3 separate regions of the Mus musculus genome follow, and regions 1 and 2 are each linked to region 3. A link is a contact called in public Hi-C and HiChIP or PLAC-seq data. All regions are on one chromosome and are shown on one strand. Each heading gives the region's core, a stretch centred on a gene start, on an enhancer-like site or on the middle of the called end of the contact. The rest is flanking DNA. Distances are from core to core; before and after follow the strand shown.

Region 1 (2,950 bases), core at 119-2,618, 130 kb before region 3:
TGTGCCCCATGGCAATCCTCTCCTGCTTCTCTCCCACCCCCATCCACCCTCAGGCACATCAGGATCTCCAGCTAGACTTGGTAACTTTCAGCACTCCTTCTAAGTTCACTGACTTCATCTGTAAAGCGAGACTTCCCTGGAGCCGAGGCGGCCACATCACACTTGGACCTAAGAAACATCATCTCACTTAGGTTGATTTTAAATAGCAAACTCCGAGACCCAGACTTACCGCCTTGGTTTACGAATTCTTTTATGCACAACAATTTTGGATCACATTTGCTTCCTCTTAGCTGTGTTTCTGAATTAAGAGAAAATTCCAAATGGCAAGTTGTAATTCGCCATTGCTCAGATTGAATTCAAAGGTATTGTCCTAGGTGCAAAGTTTGGGGGATTGGTTCTAAGCTTTTTGGGGGGCCCTAGGAGACTCAACAGTAACCTAAATAAACTGAGAATCTCCAGGGTATCTTCTAATGGATATGTTGCACTCATATAGTTTCCCTGTCCCGTGCACACTTTTTTTTTTTAAATTTTAAAAGGAGCCAGAAGAGATGGTGCCTTGCCTGTCTCTGTTCTGTGATGAGTGGGAGTCAGAAGGACAGCTAGAAGGGCTGAGTCTGCTTGAGCTCAGTGGCATAAAACCGGAAGAAGTAGTTCGTGGTATTTTAGGCACAGATTTCCAAGCTAAACCCCTGCTTGGAACCATAGCTTGCTATCTGTGTGAACTTGGAGAGCCATTTTTCAGGTCTCGGTGTCTGTACGGCTCCATCTGGAATGCTCACGCTGCTCTGGCCTGGCGCACTGCAGCCACTTACTGGTCGCTTCTTTTAAGAATGAAACCTGTATAGCAATTCTCAGAGTTTAAGGGGGAGGCAGAGGACCGTGAGTCTGGCTGAAGGGTGAGACCTCCCAAAAGCACCTCTGAATCGATCCTTCAGAATCTTTGTCATAGATCTACAGAAACCCAGACTGCTGCTTTCTTCTCTCACCTTGCCTCTGGGAGCTACATGGTGGGCTGGCTCAAGGCCACGTGTGATGGTGAAATAAAAGGCTGAAGGGAATTTCCTTTCAGTGGTAATCCACAATCGAATGCCAGAAAACAAAATGTGCTCACACTCCCTAACGAGCACCCACAGGCTCTCACAGTGAGGCCCACGACTAGCGACCGTGTTAACACTCAGTCTGATGTTTAAGGGCAGCAAGCGATATTTATCCTCTTGCTGTCCTTGGGAAGTCAGTTATCGACACATGAACCCTCACGTAAGTGCTTGACTCGGGGGCTGTAAGAAGCTCAGAGTTTGTCCCAGTACACAAGAAAGGCCTTCGGGTGCCAGCCAGGAGCAGCCAAGGCCGTGGAACATGACCTTGCCTCATCTCATAGTTGGCAGGACTTCCCATGGTGAGGGCAAATGGTGGTTATCCAAACCAGTGGGTAAGGTGTTGTAACTCAATGTCATGAGTTTCCAAAACCCCAAACAGTTGTCAAGTGTGAGTGACAGCACCGCAACAGCGCAGCTGTCTCATTTCCCGCCCACACATGCTGGGGCTGCCATGTTTGCCGCGCTCTCTGGCAGAGGAGCCAGGGCCAATGCTCTGCCTAGGGCATCCCAGGCAGGGGAACATCCCCGCCCCAGCCTACCCCACCCAGTGTGTGTGCGTGCGTGTGTGTGTGTGTGTGTGTGTGTGTGTGTGTGCCTGTGTGCCTCTGTGTGTGTGTGTGTGAAGACAATAATGAACTCAAAATGAACTCAAACTGTGTCACTCCTATATCAGAAATGTATCAATTCAGGTGATAAATTATAGGCTCATTGTAGTTACGGGTTCAAACCGTGGCTTTATATCCCTTGGTTTCTAGATGGTGAGACAGAACAATAGAAATAGAGATGGGGGTTGTGTGATAAGACAGCTTTTTAGGTTAGTAACTAAATCAAAATTATGTCTGAGTGGGTAAGAGTGCTTGCTGCTTTCTTAGAAGATGAGAGGTGAGAGTTTAGTTCCCTAAACCCGCATCGGGTGCTCACCACTTGCTGGACCTCTGGATCCAGGGGATCCTATGTCCTCATCTGGCCTCTGGAGGTATCCAAATGAATATCCACACACTCAGGCACATGCGCGCATGCGCGCGCGCACTCACGCGCACACACAGATGCAGAGAGACAGAGAGACAGACACAGAGAGAGTAAAAAATATATATACTTAAAAAAAAAAATGTCAAAAGGATTGCATCAGGCACAGTTCCATGGAGATCAATAGCAGCCTAGGCAGGAGACAGAGTTGGGGGCTGAGAGTGGCTGTATCAGGACCAGCTGGTGAGTAGGAATATTGAACCATGACCACTTCAAGAGCTCCTCTGGGTGGGCACCAGTAGCACGGCAGCATCTGGGTTGGCATACCAGGTCTTCCCTTGGAGGGAAGTTAGGGCAAGACGGCAAGCTGATGCCTCTGGGTGTGTAAACTGAGCAAGCTCAGTGCAGTTAGCTGTGGGGAAAAGCTGTAGATGGGTGGGCTTTAAGGGAGCCCGAGGGGTGCTCATGCCAGGTTTTTAAACAGCGCTAAGCTGAACCCTCTCAGAAGCCGCATAGTGAGCACCACATTTCAGAAAGAGCCAAGGCATCCCAGGCTCTGAAAATGTTGGTGACTTCTCTAAGCATATAGAGCCAGAAAGTCATTCAAACCCACCACATGGAGGAGGGCATGATGCACTTAGATGGGGCCAGCAACTGGGTATATCCACGGGAGGTGAAGCATGTGGGAGACATTGGGAAGATGGGTAGCCATAGGACTTACAGGGCTGAGAAACTGTGCTGGGACTGGACTAGACTCTGTAGGCAAGGGAAAGAAGCAGAAGAAAACCTTTTGGATGTCAGCCAGGTCTTTCGGAGAAGGGGTCGGGGGTTGGCTGGACCCTGAGGAGAATCGGGGTTGGGAGGTCAGGAGACCCCTCCTAGTACTA
Region 2 (2,855 bases), core at 320-2,819, 220 kb before region 3:
TAAAGCTGAAATAATTGTAGGGAGCACAGAGAGAATTTTAAAACAGATTCCAGGGCCTCGAGACAGACACACAGGCACATAGACATCTTGACACGAAGTATCAGCAGCTCGCACTCATGTTGTCTTTACAACTAGGAACACTGCTGTTGAGCTCATTTTAACTCCTGATAGGTCAATGATTTCAACATAAAGCAAAATTATAATTATACAACTGCCAGTACTTAAACAACAGCTCCTTCAGGGTGCTTGACTTCTGCAGCAGCCCATGATCACTCCACTGTGGGCTTCCTTCCACAGCAGTGTAATACCTTTTCCCATCATTCATTCCTAATAGGAGGTCTGGGTTCAAATTCATTCCCCACTGGTGGTAGGTAGCTTGATTGATAGATAAAATACAGAACACTCACTCGTTTTCACTGTTTGCAGCATTGTATGTGGTCCAGCTGTTGGTGGCTATTAGGATTTCATACAGATTTTTCATTAATGAGAATGATGTCTCTACGACCATGCTTTATAGCTCATTGAAAGCTTGGTCCTAGTCTATCGTATCCACTATTTATCTAGCAAGAGAGTACCTGACACAAAAGAGGTGCCCAATAATGAGTATTTGTAAAGTTCAAACACTTATGGTCAAATAAATGGGTATAGACTTGGCATGAAGTAGGTCTTTGAAATAAATATTGTAAAAGAGAAACCATAGAATCAAATAATGGAAACTACTGACTACACCACAACAAACAAAAAAACTGAATGGCAGAGGAGAGGCAAAGTGGCAACAAGAGGAAAAATGTGTGAAAATGTCCAGCAAACTGTACAAGACCTGTGCAAGATCAAGCCAGTCAGCATTCTAGCTTGGAGAGAGGGCGGGGCTTATGATTCCCTGCCTCTAACTGAGGAACTATCAAGTTATGGTTTCTGAGAAATGAAGAGTCAGTTTTCTTTAAAAGTGTGGTCGCTGTGCTCTGGTGGGTGACCCTGTAACAAGAGAATATAGGTAGCATGTGCAAATCAAGCTTAGTGATATAGATATAGATATAGATATAGATGATAAAGCTATAGATATGGACATATAGGTACATAAATTCATAGGTATATAGATATATAGATTCATAGGTATATAGATACATAGATTTATAGGTATATATATCTATATAGCTATATAGGTGTATACATATGCATATAGATTATCACACATACATACATTTGTGTATATGTATATACATGTATATTATATATGTGTGTGTATATGTATATATATATGTGTATATATATGTGTGTATGTATGTGTGTATTCTATATGTGTAAATTCTTAAAATGAACAAAATATATTTAAAACATCCAGTAAAGAGTTACTGTCCCTCATTGACAGGTGGCTCTTATAAATCTATGACAAAAAGATGACCAAAGACTGTGCTTGTTAGCCCCACACATGCTCCTCATCTCCACAGTCTTGTTTGCAGCGTTGTCTGGGTTTGGATGGGTAGCTCTTGCTCAGCATCCGTACGCAGTTGCAGGCTGTTATTAATGAGGGTGCGCACTCGCTGGGAAGGCTTCCGTCACCGCCCGCCCGCCTGCAGCTGCTTCCGGCTGCTCACTGCAAGCTGCTGTGGTTTTACTGAACTTCGAGTCTCACCCAGCAGAGAGACAAGGTCCCGGCAGAAGCACTCCGCCAGGCAGAGTTTCAAAGGGACCCGCCGGACCGTGTGCAGCTAAGAAGGCGGCTCAGAAGTCACAGACACACTCCTGTCATCGTCGTTGTCCAGTTAAGCGTACGGTTCAGATCCAAGGAGAGACTCAAATGCTCCTTCCTCAATGCAGAGACAGCATATGCAGCCCAGAAAGGAACAGCATGGGTGGCAGCGGCCATCTTTGTAGGCTACCCTCTCTCCCACCCACTGCTTGCTTTCTGTGCTGTGCAGGAAACACAATTCAGATTTCACCTTCCAAGAAGGCCCGACTTTTTTTTTTTTTTTAAATACATTTACTAAAACCCATTTGGTGCTCAGTGGCTAATGTGCTTTCTTTTAAAGTCAGACGTATTTCTTTCAAAACCAGCTTGTTTCTGGCGATCTGTAGAGATTTGCCGTTTCAAAATGAGTGACCTTGACGCACACCTCCAGGCTCAGCCGTAAGACATGGTGCACAGGGTACTTTCCCTCCATCTTTGAATTGGACCCTGCGGTTACTGAGTTATGGGAAATAGTGCCATGATTGCTTGCCGTGTGTGTGTGCATGATCGTGTGTATGTGTGCTCACATGCTAGGGAGCCAGGTGCCACTGGGTTTTGGATTAGGAAGCTGGCTTTGCATCTATTTGAATGCTTGAGCAGCCCAAAGGGTTCTTGTGCACAAGCCCTGCCTTGGCTAACTCCTGTTATTATCTTGCTATGGAAGGTCATGCCAACTGCTTAATTACACGGAAAGTTATGAAACAGCCCAGGCAGCAGAACACTGATCAGCTGTGGACTCCTAAAGGAAAATAAACCCTTCTTGCAGCCAGGATGGCTGCGAGCCACCAGGCGTGTCTGTCCGTCCATGCCTGCATGTATAGCTCCCTTGTATAAAAGGGGTGCCCATGGCTGGGCAAAGTCCTGGATTCACCTTTCTAACAGGGTTATGGGTCATAACACAATAGAACCATTTTAATCAGAGCGAGATTATATCTGAGCACTTCTAGTCCGACTTTTCCTTTCATTGAATGTAAACAATTAAACCTCTCTTGGAAGCTTTCCTGTTCACTCCACAGCACGCCGCAAAATAGCCATGCCGAGCACTGAGACGGGCATTATTAAAGAGAGCCAGCTGCTGCAGTTTCAGGCCCATCTGACTTACCTGCCCTTCAGCCATCACCTCCGA
Region 3 (2,880 bases), core at 24-2,523:
AGAGAAGTGTCAGAAAAAACTGACCTTGGCCTCCGGACTCCAGAACAGTGAAAACCTACTTTCTGTTGTGTTAGTTGACCGTGGTCCCAAACAGTCTCACAGGAAGATCCAGCTTAAGCTGGATCACTTCCAAAGTGTGGTCTTGAATGCCCAAGTAGGGGTGTATGTGTGTGTGTGTATATACAAGCACATGTATGCATGATACACATGTCTGTGAAGCACACATTGAGGGAAGAGATTATATTCTGCTCTAAAGCACACTCCTACATTTATTGCTCATTCATAGACAGTAGGTTTTCAGTAGCTTGATGGCCTTGGTTTAGTCAGTTGTGAAAGGACAGGTTCCGGCCCAAGACAAAGTTCTCAGCGCGAAGAAGCTGTATTTACTGAAAAGGAACAAAGGTCAGAGAATCAGAGACAAAGACAGGAGATAGAGGATGAGAGAGAAGGGGAAAGGACCAAGGGGGTGGGGGAGGGATATTTGTCCCCAAAGGACAAAGGACTTTCTCTGGATAGAGAGGAGACAGATCTGGCCCGTAGGCATATGGCGGCATAGGATGATGTGTTTAATTTTGATTGGACATGTTAATCACAGCAACCAAAAAGAGGCTTTTGAATGCCAGACTTCAGTACTATGCTAGCTGGACATTGGTAGTCAGCCTCAGGAGGAGACAGTGCCCAAATGAGGAAAGTGACTTTGGTGGCTAGCTTTAGGAATGTAATCTAAGAGATTTTAGCAAGGAAAAGGAGATGGGGAGGGGGAAGTGCAAGGCCACGTTTGTGATGCGTGGGTCCGCTAGAGCCCCTTTAGGCTCAAAAGATGAACAGAGCAGATTCTTGAATATAACGTTTCCTGGCCCAGAGTCTGGTGATGCCTGCAGCCTTTATAGGAAGATTCTCCATGATTTTGGGTAACTTGGGCTAAAACGTAAGACATACTATGAATTGCTCTCACATAAAGGGTAACGACAGAATCATTCATTTGGTTGAAACAGACGTGATTAGTGCTTGGAGCAGTTGGAAGGGGAACTCTTTCCTGTTTCTCTTTTATTTTAAAATATATTATACGCTGTTCATTTACTGGGAACTAATCTTCTAGCATATTTAAAGACTCCCTAACCACTGGAGGAGGGTACTACGCTGCCTTCTAACCTCAAGACACTGAACACATTCTTCTAACTCTGTGTATCAGGTTCCCAATCTGTAAAATGGGCCTGGTCATGGTACTCAAGTCTGAGATTGCTGTGGTGGTTAAATCAAACATTACACCCAAAATCCATAAATCAATGTCAGGCAGAGATTAGAAGCTTAATCGTTGACAGGTATGTGGGCACTGTATCAATACTGTTATTTTAGTGGTCATTTTATGGATCTAAACGCTAAATTTAAACTTACTCAAAGACATTGCCTAAAGTCACTCGGCTCACCAGTGTTACATTCAGGATTCAACTCCAGATCCATCCACCTGACACCAAAAGTCTAAGATTAGAATCATCCAACAGGTCCTCCGCTTTTCCAGCCAAAGAGATCCGACCCGCACACTCCTACAAACAGCTGGAAAGCATTCAGCGAGAAGAATTCTTAAGTTACTCTAAGGAGACTTGTTCCTTCCAGGCTGACATCTCTGCCCGACCTGAGCCATCAAACCCTTTCTTTGCCTTTCGCAGAGGCTCCTTTTTCTTCCTCCGTACTGATTCTGGGAAGGAAGAGCCGGCAACGAGATGAAAAGGGCAAATAAACACGTCCTGTGAGGATCCTATGAAAGGGGATTTTTGTTTTCCACTAGATACTGATAAAAAGATCAGACAGTCGTTTTGATGTTCCTCTCCCATAGTTAGGACTAGATTAAAGTGCGTGCATGACTCATGGAAATGACCCAGGCAGGAAAAAGGAGTCGCCTTGCTTTTTTGGATCTCTGGCCACGGTTTTTCCCCCGTGGGACCAAAACCAGCAGGGGTGGGCGGGTCCTGCGCCACCTGCTGTCAGCGGGCTGCGGAAACAAAGCTGGCTTAGGAATTTTCAGAACTTGGGGGAGTCTGGGAGAATGAGATTCGTTGGCCCCTCCTAGGGCTGCCATGTACCCCTTCTAAAAGAATTTTCTGCAATCAGTTTGTAAGCTTCTCGTCTACATTTTATCAGTTTTAACTTCCAAGTCTACCTTCACAGCAGGCTAGTCAATCCAGAAGGATGGACACACGCTTCAAAGATGCCCGCTATGATCCTGCCTCCTAGTTCAAGCCAGCTAGCAGGTTTGGGTTTGTATGTCCAACAGCTAAATCTCTGTTCCTTTATTGTTGTTACTGCTCTGTTGGAATCTGTCTAGTTTGTTTGGTTTTGTTGCTGTTTATTCAAAGACTGAAGGGTGGGGGGATCATCAGATTTCTCAGTCTGTGTTGCCCTGAGCCTCTGCCTGCAGAGACTTCCCCTCAGTCAGGAGTCATTCATTGGATGGCCTGAAAAGCCCAGGCTTGAACTCTGCTTACTCCCAGTGGATCTATTTCTGAATGTCCTTTCCTTGTTCACTCTGTTTTTCCCACTGTGGATTTGACATCTTGGAGGATCAGGTCGATCTGGAGTGCACCAGGCTGCCAGGCCAACTGGAGACCGTGCATAAGCTCAGGGGGCAGCCCCGACTCGGTTTGGACCATTTGAAGCCAGAAGCAGAAAATATCTGAGAATTCTGGATCTTTGAGAATCTTTGAGAGAAACCAAAAATAGTAGATCTCCTTCTTTGGTAGCGAAATGATTCGGTATTCAAAAGTTTGGACTAATTTGAATTTTCAAAGCAGTCAGTATAGACCTAAAGGAAACCCACGTGGGGTAGCATGCAGCTTGCCTGCTGCTAACGTGACCTTTCGGGTAAATTATACATCAGAGCCT

The links. A called contact is a pair of places that touch in the nucleus more often than the background predicts. HiChIP or PLAC-seq counts read pairs in DNA pulled down with a chosen protein or histone mark.
Region 1: a Hi-C map of liver shows a contact between it and region 3, with 2.4 times the contacts expected there. The contact joins two enhancer-like sites. A contact is called at or near these places in 1 of 39 promoter capture datasets (liver), 13 of 484 Hi-C or Micro-C datasets (Sertoli cells, bone marrow-derived macrophages, brown adipocytes and 5 more) and 10 of 115 datasets of contacts at active chromatin or transcription factors (bone marrow-derived dendritic cells, embryonic midbrain, embryonic stem cells and 5 more).
Region 2: a contact with region 3 is called in an H3K4me3 HiChIP or PLAC-seq map of bone marrow-derived macrophages, with 6 times the contacts expected there. The contact joins two enhancer-like sites. A contact is called at or near these places in 1 of 15 datasets of contacts at CTCF or cohesin (large pre-B cells), 8 of 484 Hi-C or Micro-C datasets (B cells, Sertoli cells, bone marrow-derived macrophages and 4 more), 11 of 115 datasets of contacts at active chromatin or transcription factors (bone marrow-derived macrophages, craniofacial prominence, embryonic basal ganglia and 6 more) and 1 of 9 other capture datasets (embryonic stem cells).

What each region holds. Positions count from the first base shown.
Region 1 is chr13:112,066,208-112,069,157 of GRCm38.p6, forward strand. No RefSeq gene overlaps it. Among named protein-coding and RNA genes, the nearest start is that of Gm41061, 26 kb to the left of the region's middle. Within about 2 kb of position 1,369, at least 20 of the 459 cell types and tissues checked have an H3K27ac peak or open chromatin away from gene starts, as enhancers often do. A contact at or near this core is called in brown adipocytes, hepatocytes and liver, where this site is marked.
Region 2 is chr13:111,976,347-111,979,201 of GRCm38.p6, forward strand. No RefSeq gene overlaps it. Among named protein-coding and RNA genes, the nearest start is that of Gm15322, 17 kb to the right of the region's middle. Within about 2 kb of position 1,570, at least 92 of the 459 cell types and tissues checked have an H3K27ac peak or open chromatin away from gene starts, as enhancers often do. A contact at or near this core is called in bone marrow-derived macrophages, kidney and uterus, where this site is marked.
Region 3 is chr13:112,195,083-112,197,962 of GRCm38.p6, forward strand. No RefSeq gene overlaps it. Among named protein-coding and RNA genes, the nearest start is that of Gm33849, 10 kb to the left of the region's middle. Within about 2 kb of position 1,274, at least 44 of the 459 cell types and tissues checked have an H3K27ac peak or open chromatin away from gene starts, as enhancers often do. A contact at or near this core is called in bone marrow-derived macrophages, brown adipocytes, hepatocytes and 3 more, where this site is marked.